Regions from separate parts of the Sus scrofa genome. Here regions 2 and 3 are each linked to region 1. A link is a contact called in public HiChIP or PLAC-seq data. All regions are on one chromosome and are shown on one strand. Each heading gives the region's core, a stretch centred on a gene start, on an enhancer-like site or on the middle of the called end of the contact. The rest is flanking DNA. Distances are from core to core; before and after follow the strand shown.

Region 1 (4,348 bases), core at 98-2,597:
AGGTTAGCTCCTGCCTCTAAATTTAGGGAAATGTGTAAATTTAGGAAAATAATATGTAGTAGCCTGTTGAGCCATGTTGGGGCCTGAAACAAAGGAAGAATATACCTTCTTCTCTATATGTATCAAAATACTGTCTCCTATTTTGAATCAAGTAGAAAAACTCCAGTGAAAAACCGTGCCTTTATATAAAGCTCTGCGTTGCCCAATCTGCGCTTACACCATTACCAACCCTAATCAACTGCTAGTGGGAGACGTGCTGTTGGGTAATAGTACAGGGTTGTAAAACACACAGCTCATTTTTATTTCAAATTATGTTTTATTCTTCATGGAGTTTGGGTAATCATTTCATATATATATATATATATATATATATATATTTTTTTTTTTTTTTTTGGCCATACCCTCAGCATGCAGAAGTTCCCAGGCCTGGGACCAAACCCACACCACAGCAGTGACTCTAGCCTCTGCAATGAAAATACTGGATCCTTAACCCATTGAGCCACAAGGGAACACCTCATTTTCATTTTTTTAAAAAATTACATTAAAATACTGTTTTTGGGGGGGTACTTAGATTTTGATGAACCCCTTAAATTTCGCTCCTGTAGTAAATTCATCATCTGCCTCACCATGCTAATCCTGGTCCTAAAAAAAATAGGGACTTTGAAGGACTATTATCTTAGGAGAAAAGATTGTAAAATACCTTCACAAAGTCAGTACTTCAGAAGAGGAGCCCTTGCTATCTTATTTTTACAAGACCTGCAGAAACTTTACAGCCATTGCAGGACATGTTGGCTGGAAATCCTTAAAGCAGCAGTGTGAGAACATGCAGCTTAGTAAACAGGCTTCAAAAGATGGGCAGTGAGTTCTGAGATGAGCCCCCAGATCCTGCTCCTCAAGGAAATGTTGATTCTTAGCCAGAATGTGCATGGGAAGGGGACTGGCCCAGCTGGGATGTCTTCTAAATTCTGGGGAATCCCGTGTGGATCCCAAGCTACATGTCCGCCTTTCACTTTACACCCTAATGATTATAGTCAGGGAGCTCTTAGGCTTTGTCTGCACTAAAAATGGTCTTAAATACTGAGTTGGATCCATAGACTTCTATAAAAAGCTCTACTTATCTCCTTCATGTTCAACAGAATCTTGACAGCCTGCTTGACTGTGCTGGAGGCTTTCTTTCTCTCCAGCTAGGGAGCTCTTCTCTCTGACCCAATGTGGAATCTCAGTGGACAGACCCAGGGATTTTTCAATTCCCCTTTGGCAGGAAGAACAATTTCCCGCTACTGCCCCAAAGCCCAGAGACTCTTTCCCCAGAGCCAGGGCTGCAACTTGCCAGCTCTCCTGTTGAACCACCTGACCTGCAATAGTGTGAAGCTGCAGAAAAGAAACTGATGTGAAACATCACTTCCCTCTGCTCTGAGAATATATTTGGGGGAGAATTTGATGGTGAAAGCACCAATGTGCAGTTAAATTCCACAAACACTGAAAAATTAGAAAGTTGACTGCCTCTAACGACTTCCATTTTTTCTGTAACTTGGTGTCTAGGAGAACAACTGCAGGATAATTTTGCAATATGTGCTTTCCAGTTTAAAAAGGGAAATAAATAGATGACTTGGCTTTTCATTCCCTCCCTGAGTAGTTTGCAGAGAAGAGGGGGAAAAAAAAAACAAAAAAAAAAACAGGCAATTCAAAATTGAAAAAATTTTAGTCATCAAAAGAGAAAGTGCTTACCAAAGAATGGCCTTGACAGAAAGTAATATCTAGACACAACACAGGGCTTCTCACTTCTGATGCATTTGGAGCCTAAATAGTAAAATAGGCTCATTCCCATTTCACCTTGTTTCCACAGAGATCAGGCTGACAAACAGCCTGTCACCAACAGTGATAGCCCTTTGTCTGCCCTGGATGCTGAGGGCTCTGTGAGCAAGAATGAGCAAATGGGAGACAAATGTTAGCTGCTGATTTCATTCTCACTCAGAACCATCTCTCTCACTTCTGAGTCACTAAGGAGCTCTGAGATTTGCCTCAATCTGACTCACTTTACACTCTGGCTTTTCTTTTGTCTACTTTTCCCTCTTGGTGTGCCGTAAAAATAAAATGCACTACGAGCTGTTGCTGTGTTCCTCATTAGCTTGTTTAGATTTTAATTCAAGTTCCTTTTATTTTTTTCTCTTAAACAAAGGCAGTATCTGTACTATCAACTGTGTCAACAATATGGAAAGACAGAAAGCCAAAAGTGGAAAAATATTGCTGATAATCTCATCATCAGAGAATCTCCATAAGGAGTTCCCATTGTGGCTCAAACCCCCCGACTGGTATCTGTGAGGACGTGGTTTCCATCCCTGGCCTTGTTTAGTGTGTTAAGGACCCAGCCTTGCCGTGAGCTGTGTTGCAGGTAGCTGACGAGATTCGAGACTCGGATCCTGAGTTGCTGTGGCTGTGGTGTAGGACAGCAGCTGTGGCTCTGATTCGACCCTAAGCCTGGGAACCTCCATATGCCAAGGGGGTGACCCTAAAAAGACAAAAAAAAAAAAAACAAAAAACACCACAAGTAACATATTGATGAAACTTCTTCCAGATTTTTCCCTATCTCCCCCTCCTTATTTATTTATTCGCTTTCCATTTTCTTCTCCTGATTAGATTACACAGAAAATTCCCAAATATTTGTTGGTGTTTTGTAGACTCAGCTACTCTGTTTTGTTTTTTTTTTGTTTGTTTTTTTGTTTTTCCATTTTGACTCTGAGAGGTCTATTGAGATGTGCTATGGGAAGGAGGGTGTGGAGTGGACAGGAAGTGGATCCATCTGCTGTAGAGCTGGAGGTTCTGGGTCTCCCAGTCCTCCTTTTACTAGACTGGTTTTTATTTTTTCCCAGATATTTGGGCTAATGTGTAAGATTTTATTAGAATAAAGAATTATGGAGTTCCCGTCATGGCTCAGTGGTTAATGAACCCAACTAGCATCCATGAGGACACAGGTTCTATCCCTGGCCTCAACCAGTGGGTTAGGATTGGGTATTGCCATGAGCTGTAAGTCACAGACGCAACTTGGCTCCTGTGTTGCTGTGGTGTAGACCAGCAGTTTCAGCTCTCATTCAACCCCTAGACTGGGAACTTCCATATGCCACAAGTGTGGCCCTAAAAGGACAAAAGACCAAAAAAAAAAAAAAAAATTATGTGGCCAAAACCCAATCAAAGTAAAACTTTACCTATTCTGTTCCATTTTCCTGTCAGGATAGGAGATTTTGACACTATGCTTTAGCAGCAGTCATTTTGGTGTGCCTGCACTGACACGACTGTTTTGAAGTGAGAGTGTTTCTATATGGCCTAAAAAGCCACCATTCCATGGGTAACTCATCCTCGAGTGGTATGACAGACACCCTCACCAAATTCCTGAGCCATCCCTGGGCCCTGCTGTTCTGTTCTGATGTCCCCTGTTGATGCCTCACTCCAGCCCAGAGAGAGAACAGGGTTCTTACAAAATCTCCTGTCATTCCTGGCTGTTTGTGTGAAATTCAGACACATCCTCTAGGACTAGGAGACTCCATGATGGTTGACCCTGACTTGCTACCAAGGGGCTGCCCACCTAATAAATACACTAGTTTTCTTGCTATAGTAATTATGCCCATGCAAAATATGGAACTGCAATGCCCCAATTGCTCCTTGACTGTCTTTTTAGGCCAGGGAGAGATCACCACCTCCATTGTCATACCCTCCCTCTTCACATTCCCACACTCACTAATGAAACGTCTCCATGACTCACTTCTGCTCCAATAGTAACCATTTCCCCCGATTACTGAGAGTAGGAAAAACCCACTTTCATCAACCAGGATGTGGCCTTACCTCATAACCAAGAAGGAAATAACAAAAAGTTTTATATTGGTACATATTTTAAAGTATAGGTTATTTGTTCTAGCTGTGAGTACTTCATCACGTAAGCATACTAAGCAAAAAGTTTGTGCATTTTCTGAGAAACCATTTCTGTATTAAGAGGTCTGCCTTGCAATACTTTCATTCATCTCTTTACTATGGTCTTATTCATGTATATTCAATAAGTTACTGTTTACTAATTGCTCTTATTTGAAGATCTAAAGTTATATACCTCTATTTCTGTAGACTTCCTCATAATTCTAGATCTATTTAAATCAACATAAAATAGATACTATCAGAGAGTAGGTCTGAGAACCCAGGATACTCAGACCTAACATTAATATTTATTCAGTGCTCTCAATGATATATGTGAATTATATGAAATTTGTAAACATAATTAGGAAGAATAAGAGAAATATATTTTTGGAGGCTGGCTTATAACAGGCTTTTGAAATATTTTATTGAATAGATAGACTGTAAAGTT
Region 2 (4,394 bases), core at 1,442-3,941, 580 kb after region 1:
TCAGAAAGAATCTCTTCTCATTTCCTTATTGAATGGAGGGTATCTAAGCATCCCCCTACATAAGGAATAACAGTTACTCTTTAGGTATGATCTGGTGAAGTGGTCTTAACTTTTAATTTTTTTTTTCAGTTACACAAAGACGAATTCCTACAACTCACGATTACGTTGTGTGTACATGATTCCTTGTTTTATTTTAAGACCATTGCTTTGTTAAACATGTTGAAGGGCTTTCATAACCTGTGGCTACAATCTTAAATTGGATTTGTTTTTCCCATTGTTAGCATAAAACAGCAAATGTGAAGGATGAGAACCACATGTAGGAGGGTGGTGGCTCTTAATGTGAAAAGATTTGAATCCTTCTTTGTGTGTTGAGAGTGTGATCATCCAGCCTTGCTGTCGATTTCTTCTGTCATACACTGCCAAATCTTCTATTTAAGTATTGTGAAAACTCTTTGTTTTTTTCAGGTCGAATGAGTGATTTGAGTGTAAGTGGTCATCCAATAGATTCAGACTCTAAAGAAGATGAACCTTGTAGTGAAGAAACAGATCCAGAGCATGATCTAATTGCTGAAATGTTGCCTGAGATCATTGAAATCGGTATATACCACAGTGAGGAAGATGAAGAGGAAGATGAGGAGTGTGCCAATGCCACTGACGTCACGACTACCCCCTCAGTGCAGTACATAAATGGGAAGCAGCTAGTTACCACTGTGCCCAAGGACCCAGAAGCCGCAGAAGCTAGGCGTGGCCAGTTTGAAAGTGTTGCACCTTCTCAAAATTTTTCAGACAGCGGTGAAAGTGATAGTCAGCAGTTTGTAATGGCCAAAACTGGCTTGTCTACTGCCATGCAACCTAATGAATCTAAAGAAACAAAGGAATCCCTTGAAATTACGTGGAGACCCGAGATTTACCGGGAAACACCAGAACATTTTTCAAGCGGTGAGCCTGATATTTTCCCCACAGCCCCAGTCCACAAGGGAGATGCCACAGAGGGGCCAGAATCAACCACAGAGACAAGCCCTGAACTTGGTGATCTGACGCATGAGCACACTGAGTCTGTACCTCTGCTTCCTGAAGAGTCTTCAGGAGATGCTGCCATTGACCAAGAATCTCAGAAAATAGTCTTTTCAGGGGCTACAGAAGTAACATTTGGTGAAGAGGCAGAAAAAATAATCTCTACCACATATACTCCAAGTACAGTTCCAAGTCCTATATCGGTATATGTTTCAGAGGATGAATCAGTTACCTTGACAGGAAATCCACAGCCTGATGAGCCGATGTCCACGATAGAAAGCTGGGTGGGAATGACCTCTAGACAAGTTGTAGAGTTCTCAGGGAGTCCTTCAATCTCAATTCTAGAAGCCTCTGGGGAAGCAGAAGAAGATAAAGATAAAATGTTTGTCTTGGCCACTGGTTTATCACAGAAAAATACTACCGATGTCCTCGTTACTTCAGACACAAGCAAGATAATGATCACAGAAAGCCTTTTGCATGTTTCTGCAACCACCTTGCATTCAGTTTCTGAACCACCTTCTGCAGTAGTGCCTACCAACTTTGTAAGGGAATCAGACACTTTTGAGGGGGTTTTTAGTACATCTCTTGAGGGGAAGACAAGGGAAGATGAGGAGAAGGGAACTACAGGTACAGCTTCTACAACTGAGGCACATTCACCTACACAGAGATCAGATCAATTAATTTTACCCTCTGAATTAGGAAACCCAAATGAAGCTACATCTGGTGATTCAGCATCTGCTGCCACGAAAAGTTTTACGTTCTTGACGACACCCACAGAGTCTGAAACGGAAATGACAAGTTCTACTCTTGTCTTTGCAGAAACAAATGTCTTAGATAATCTAGGGGAGCAGACCACAGAGCCCAGCAGTAGCGGTCAACCTGGGTTTGAGGAAGGGCTGTCCACTATCCCCAGTAGCCCCATCTCTCTCTTTATGGAACAGGGCTCTGGAGAAGCTGCTGATGACCTGGAAACTACCACTGTTTCTTCATTTTCATTCATCGTAGAGCCTGAAATTCAAACCAAAAAGGAAGCAGCTGGCACTTTGTCTCCACATGTGGAAACTATATTGCCTTTTGAGCCAACTGGACTAGTTTGGAGCACTGCAACAGACACAGAGGTTGCTGAAATTATAAGCCAGACATCCAAGGCAAACTTGATTTCAGAGATCTCAGGAGAACCAAGTCAAGGGGCAGAAATAAAGGTCTTGTCTACAGGTTTTCCTATGGAGGAAGATTTCAGTGGTGACTTGAGCGAATACTCAACAGTATCTCAACCCATAACAAAAGAAGAAACAGTAGGGCTGGAAGGCTCTGGGGATGCAGCATTTAAGGACACCCAGATTTCACCATCCATAATACCTCCTTCAGACCACACTATTCATGTAGCTGACTCAGAACGACCTGACAGCACCTTGGTCAGCACTTCAGCCTTCCCTTGGGAAGAGTTCACAGCCTCAGCTGAGGGTTCGGGTGAGCAATTGGTTGCAGTAAGCAGCTCTGTTGACCAAGTGTTTCCCAGTGCTGTGGGAAATATCTCTGGTACAGATTCCCCATTTACTGATCAAGGACTGGGAGAAAAAGGTGCTATCAATGAAACTGAAGAAAGAGCCACCATTTGGCCGACAGCAGAAGCCAGAAGTACTAAAGCTTCAACAGAAAAAGGGGAAGTGATGGTCGATGGCACAGTTTCAGTGGACTTCCCCCAGACCACGGAGCCAGACAAATTATGGCCCCAGCACGAAGTCAACCCTGTAACTCAAGGAATTGAAAGTAAAATAGTGTCAGAGGAAAAGATTCAAGAACAAAGATCTTTTGAGTCCCCTCAAAGCTCTTTAGCACCAGAACAAACAATTTTCGATTCACAAACCTTTCCTGAAACTCACCTCCGAACCACAGATGATTCTGTACTGACAACAGAGAAAACTTATGGTACTGATGAGGAAATGGAGGAAGGCATTCCTTTAGCTGATGTGTTCACTCCAAATCTAGATTCAAAGGGCTTGGAGTCGTATACTGTTCTCCCTGAAGTTACTGAAAAATCCCATTTTTCCTTAGCTACTGCCTCAGTGACTGCATCAGTCCCAGCTGAAAGTGTAATTACAGATTCAACAACCAGAGAGCCAGAAAGTGTAAAACCCATTCCCAAAGTTATGAGACCAGTAATAAAAGAGTCGGATACTGATCTTTTATTCTCTGGACTGGGATCAGGAGAAGAAGTTGTGCCTGCTACAGTATCAGTGAATTTGACTGAAATGGAACAAGTCATTAGCACGTTGTCTCCCCAGACTTCTCAAGGGGAAACTTTAGAAACCAGTATCTTAAACAATACAACTGAAGACCATGAGGGAATGGAATATGTGACAAAGGAACTTAGACCACTTGTTTCCAAAACAGACAGCAGTTTTGAAGATAGTGAGACAGCATCCGGCACAACCTCACTGGAAATTTTAAGTGACAACAGAACAGAAGGACCCTCAGTGGCACCTCTCACTTTCTCCACACACACTGAACATCCTCAAAATCAGACACACAGTTGGGCAGAAGAAATCCAGACTAGTGGACCACAGCCTATGACGGATCAAGTCTCCAATGAAGATTCTCCAACAGAAGAAATGAAAGAAACCGCAACCCCTTCCACTGATTTTCTGGCTAGAACTTATGGACTTGAAATGGCGAAAGGATTTGTTACATCAACACCAAAACCATCTGACTTGTTTTATGAACATTCTGGAGAAGGATCTGGGGAATTGGATATGGTGGATTTAGTCCACACTTCTGGAACTACTCAGGCAACTAGGCAAGAAAGTGCCACATTTGTTTCTGATAGATCCCTGGACAAACATCCTGAGGTTCCAAGTGCTGAAGCTGTTACTGTTGATGGATTCCCAACAGTTTCAGCGGTGCTGCCTCTTCACTCAGAGCAGAATGAAAGCTCCCCTGATCCAGTTAGCGTGCTATCAAGTACCATGTCATATGAGAGGTCCACAGAAGATGCTACAGATAGTGTCCAAGACCATTTTGGGGGATTTGAGGATTCCACCTTAAAACCTGACAGAAGGAAAGCCACTGAAAATATTATCATAGATCTGGACAAAGAGGACAAAGATTTAATATTGACAATTACAGAGAGTACCATGCTTGAAATTCTACCTGAGCTGACATCAGATAAAAATACTATCATAGATATTGATCACACTAAACCTATATATGAAGATATCCTTGGAATGCAGACAGACGGAGATCCCGAGTTATCCTCAGGACCACATGGCAGTAATGAAGACAGTACTCAGGTTCAAGAGAAGTACGAGGCACCTGCTAACCTCTCTTTAGCGGAGGAAAACTTTGAGGCCTCTGGTGATACTCCTCTGGCTAACTACATT
Region 3 (4,503 bases), core at 719-3,218, 600 kb after region 1:
TCTTTTCTTGAAATAGTTGGACACTGCTTCCAATAACCTTTCAGTATACCATGTGTGATATGATTATGATTTATAGCTAGGCTAATTCAATTTATAGGCTTACACTAAATGAATAATGCTGTTTCGCCAAGTTATCTACATTGCCCTTATTGAGATTCTGGTAGATTTCTTCCACATTATTGGTTTCTATAATAGGAGTTTGATATCATTATATAAAATTCCAAATTCTTATTTTTGTTTCATCTTTAAAATCTTTTTTTATTATTTATTTGGGGTGTTTACCCAATCAGTTTCCCAAAAGTGTTGCTCCTGAACAAAACTGAGTCTAGGCTTACCCTGTGATTTCCATTAAAGCTATTTCCTCTGAACACATTTCAGTTTTCACTCTGTCACTCAGTTGCCTACTAAGCAGTCACATTCTGGTTGGTTTTCTCCTCACCAGTCATTCTTTAACTTGGCTATTGATCTCTAACAGCAAAATGCCCCAAGTGCTTATTAGAAACCCTGACAAATAACTTCAATAATGAATGACTTTACTTGCCACCCAAGTAATGTCTTCAAAGACGCCAAGTTAAACCATCCAAGTTAAATACACATTAAAGCTGGCGAACTTAAACAAACATTTCTTATCTAGCCTCTCTACTATTAGCTGACTTTTAAGTTCCTTCTTTAACCTATTGTTAAATGAATGACCAGTCTGAAGTGTTCCCCCCATCTGTTTTCCAGTGTCTATGACCTTCCTGTCCCCTTGTTCTCAACTAGGGTTACTCCCTTTTTCATTCTGCAACATCTTCCTCTAGCCTTCAGTATAAAATTCTGTAATAATTAGTGGGGCATACCAAGCCCATCGGCCACTTCCCAAGGTGTGTCATCTCAAAATACTTGCAGTTCATGGAATAAGCCATGACGTTTTTCACTTCTCCCAGGGTTGCATCCATTAGCCCTTAGAATGTTTAGAATACTTAGAATGCTACGCTAATTTCTTACCCTCTTACCCTAATTTCATTTGATTTGTGTTTGAATACCTTGCTTAGTTGAGTCTTCTTCTTCCAGGAAGCCTTCCTAGCTGGATGTGACTGAAAGCTCCTACAGAGCCCTTTTGGTGACCTCTTCCCATTCTACCACTGACCCCTGTGGTGTTAATTTCCTGACCCTGAGCTTTCTGAGGCAGGAATTAACTTCCATCTCCATTTTTTCAGCACCTAGCAGAGTGGTTGACAAAAAGAGATATGTGAATGATAATCAATATCCATACATTGCTCAACCGACTCACTCTGTTACCTTTTGAATCTTGAAATGACCAAATAAGTCTTTTGGATGAATCTCTATATGACAGTTCTTGTTTATCTAAATTAATATTTTATTTATGGGATGATATGAGAAAAAGAATGTATAGACAACTGGGTCACTTTGCTGTACAGCAAAAATTGATATAACATTGTAAACTATACTTTAATTAAGAAAAGTAATTTAAAGTTGTATCAGTAGGAAAAACAATAAAACATAATAGGTGGCATTTCAAATAGGATGAAAAGAAAAAAAATGTTTCTCAGAAACTAAAATATGTAACTGAGCATAATGCATCTTACAAAAGTTATTAACCCAAAGGAAAACAGATGTTCCTACTGGAAATGATGATACATTTGTCCATGTGGTTGTCCCAAGAACATATACGCTTTGTGAAGAAGAAAGCAAACTTTTTGAAGGTTTGAGTTATATCAGGGCATATTTTTCATGCAATTTTAGGAAACTGACAGTTACTCAGATCTTTAGCTTTAAAAAAAACCTCATCATCCAAATGCAAAATCCAAAAGGAAACCTCACTCCTGAATGTTATCAGTTCGTTTCATTTTTTAATAGATTGCTTGACTCAGGGTGACTTGGTTGCCTAAGGTTAGACAGGGCTTCCTTCATTCATCCACTGTCTTGAGTCTGTTCTTTCAAGCACGGAGGAAGCCAGACATTAGGGAACACTATGCAATCATTTATGTTTCCCCATCTATATGCATCCTGTCAAAATCATTTTCACTATAGTCTATGGTCTTTTCAGCTACAGACTATAGGGTGTCCATGGACAGCACAGTTAGGAAGGTACTAGAAACTGTTAGGGATCTTAATCACACTACTTTTTCTAACACACCACCCTAACCAATGGTTTAGAGTAAATCTGTGGAGCTCAGAAATTTTAAAACTTGCTCCCTTCTCTCTCTGACCCCCAGGAATAAAATTCTCACAGGGGGAATTTTCCTGTGGCCTGTGTTGCTCCTTTCTGGCTTCTCTTAAGTGAGTTCCTGTAGCACTGTCAAAGCTCACCCCTCACCACTGGGACCGGATGCTTCAGTGGATCAGATGCAGTTACTTCAAAGGAAATGTCACCTTAGATTGCGTTGTCCAGAGGTTGAGGGTTGAATAGAACTGACAATCCAGTTCCCTTTTTAACATGTTGAAGAGCTTTAAAAACATTTGATTTGTAAGAAAAAAAAAAAATCCTAACTTTATCCTTATACATTTAAAAAAAATTTTTTTTCTACATCTTTCACATTTTCCTTCTGTCATCTCTGTTTGTGAGCACTCCATGTCACCCTGGGCAAGGCTGCTGGCTTGTCACCTTCCTGGAAAGTAGTCATAGCCTCTGACTCTCCTGCATCCTGTTTGGGGAAAACAGAGAGATATCCTTTCCTCCTTTCCTCTGCATTTGTCTAAATCCAGTCAGAAAGTTCTCAACAAGTTACTCATTCACAGATCCAGAAATGTTTTCTTTTCTAGCTCTAACTAACTTCTCTTGCCCCTTGATAATTACGATGAAGGTAGATTACAAAGGCTACAAAGGCTAGTTGATAGCCTTTTGTGCTTAAGTCCTACTTGAAAAAAATATTTCTGGGAGGTAACTGAGTTTTTTTTCATTTTGATAAACATGATCCAGCATTGGCAAACAGGTATACTTACCCACTTGCCCTCCTGGTCATGATGCAGAATTGATGCAGGAAAATTACCCACCTGCTAGTGGATTTGACTTTAAATCCTGACACCCCCCTCCCAGCCCTTTTCTTAAATAAACACATCAGCCTGTCAAGCAAAGTATTGTGAGAAAAAAAAAAAAACAGCTTTTAAAACCAATAGAAACAATAAAGAAATAGCCCTTAACCCAGGAAGAAACACTTAAAAGGAACAGAGAAAAGGAGTAACAAATCGCAGGTCATAAACCATTATTCTCTTTTCTGCAGGAATGTATCATTATTACCCTTTTATAAACACAAAGGTTCGCGTCCTCCTCCCTCTCCCAGATGTCCTGGACATTGAAAAGAGAATCAGGAGTATGAACTAATTCCCTGTGTTTTCTAAGCTTCTTTGTAGTTTCTTGGGTTGAAGGGATCGTGCATGATTTGGCTGAAAACAATGATGCAAAACAAAACCCCTAAACCGAAAACTGAAGTTTTACTTTTTCTACCTGAAAATCCTAGAAGACTTTCTGTAAAGTGTTTGCAGCTGGATGTGTGTTGGCTGTGGTGTGGTTTTAGCTCCAAGTCAAATGCTATTTCTCTGTGAACAAGTCACACTGCATATCAACATTAATTTAATTATATTAAATCTCACAGGCTTCATTTGATTAACCTACAAGCCAAGGAAAACATAGGCTGTTGTCCATCCTTTAACACATTATTCAGGAATAGAAGCGTTTTCAGTTTCTTTTCCGAAAGACCACTCAGCTCTCGGTGAAAATTTTCACTTGTGTTGCGGTTCAGTTTGGTTGGAAGTTAAGAGCTGCTTCTTCTGCTTCTACACATGACATGGAACGAGCCGTAGAGTCATTCTAGAACACAAAACCCCTCTCCTCTGCCCTTCCCTTACTTGAATGCAGGTGGCTGGTGACAGGCACACAGCTGGAAGAACATTTACCTGCCACCAGCAAATCATTTCATAATTGAAGAGATCATCCTTAAGAAAAAAGAGAAGGATTTATCAACGCAGTAGTTCCTTCTCACAGATGCTTCTCCACCAGTAGAAACTTTACAATCACACAGTTACTTAAATTTAATTGCTAATTAAAGGCAATGCATAACCATGGAAAAGGCCAAAAAAAAAAAATGTTGAATGGGTTTGGCAGTTTCGCGTTGCATTTGGATAGTTAGCACTTCCTGACTGAAGACCTGTTCAAAGGAACTTGGGGGTCAAGGAACCCTCTGGCACCGTTCATGGTGGGGATTAAATGCAACTGGCTCGGTGGGACTGTGCCTGGGGCCCGTCTCCAAGTGGTCTCTCAGTGGGTGGAACTCACATCCTTTGGAAACTGCTGTTGATAATTACTACTTTGCCGGGCAGTGAGCTCACGCTATTACACAAGATTAGCACTGTGCTCCAGACCTGGCAGATCGTCTGTCCCCAGTGCAGAGATTTGCCAGCTAAGAAAATCATGGGCATGTTGCCACTTTAACAACTATCAGGAGACCCCAGAGTTAGTTTTTCTTCCCTTCGGCATATTCATGTTTGTAGGATCTGACTCCA

The links. HiChIP or PLAC-seq counts read pairs in DNA pulled down with a chosen protein or histone mark.
Region 2: a contact with region 1 is called in an H3K27ac HiChIP or PLAC-seq map of alveolar macrophages. The contact joins two enhancer-like sites.
Region 3: an H3K27ac HiChIP or PLAC-seq map of alveolar macrophages shows a contact between it and region 1. The contact joins two enhancer-like sites. A contact is called at or near these places in 2 of 47 Hi-C or Micro-C datasets (embryonic fibroblasts and fetal skeletal muscle) and 1 of 2 datasets of contacts at active chromatin or transcription factors (alveolar macrophages).

What each region holds. Positions count from the first base shown.
Region 1 is chr2:91,185,009-91,189,356 of Sscrofa11.1, forward strand. No RefSeq gene overlaps it. Among named protein-coding and RNA genes, the nearest start is that of TMEM167A, 170 kb to the right of the region's middle. Within about 2 kb of position 1,348, at least 13 of the 83 cell types and tissues checked have an H3K27ac peak or open chromatin away from gene starts, as enhancers often do. A contact at or near this core is called in alveolar macrophages, where this site is marked.
Region 2 is chr2:91,767,555-91,771,948 of Sscrofa11.1, forward strand. It overlaps VCAN (versican), which reads left to right. Exons shown (of 15, transcript NM_001206429.1): 8 at 466-4,394. Among named protein-coding and RNA genes, the nearest start is that of VCAN, 70 kb to the left of the region's middle. Within about 2 kb of position 2,692, at least 3 of the 83 cell types and tissues checked have an H3K27ac peak or open chromatin away from gene starts, as enhancers often do. A contact at or near this core is called in alveolar macrophages, where this site is marked.
Region 3 is chr2:91,788,528-91,793,030 of Sscrofa11.1, forward strand. The region is part of intron 12 of VCAN (versican); the gene reads left to right. Among named protein-coding and RNA genes, the nearest start is that of VCAN, 91 kb to the left of the region's middle. Within about 2 kb of position 1,969, at least 7 of the 83 cell types and tissues checked have an H3K27ac peak or open chromatin away from gene starts, as enhancers often do. A contact at or near this core is called in alveolar macrophages, where this site is marked.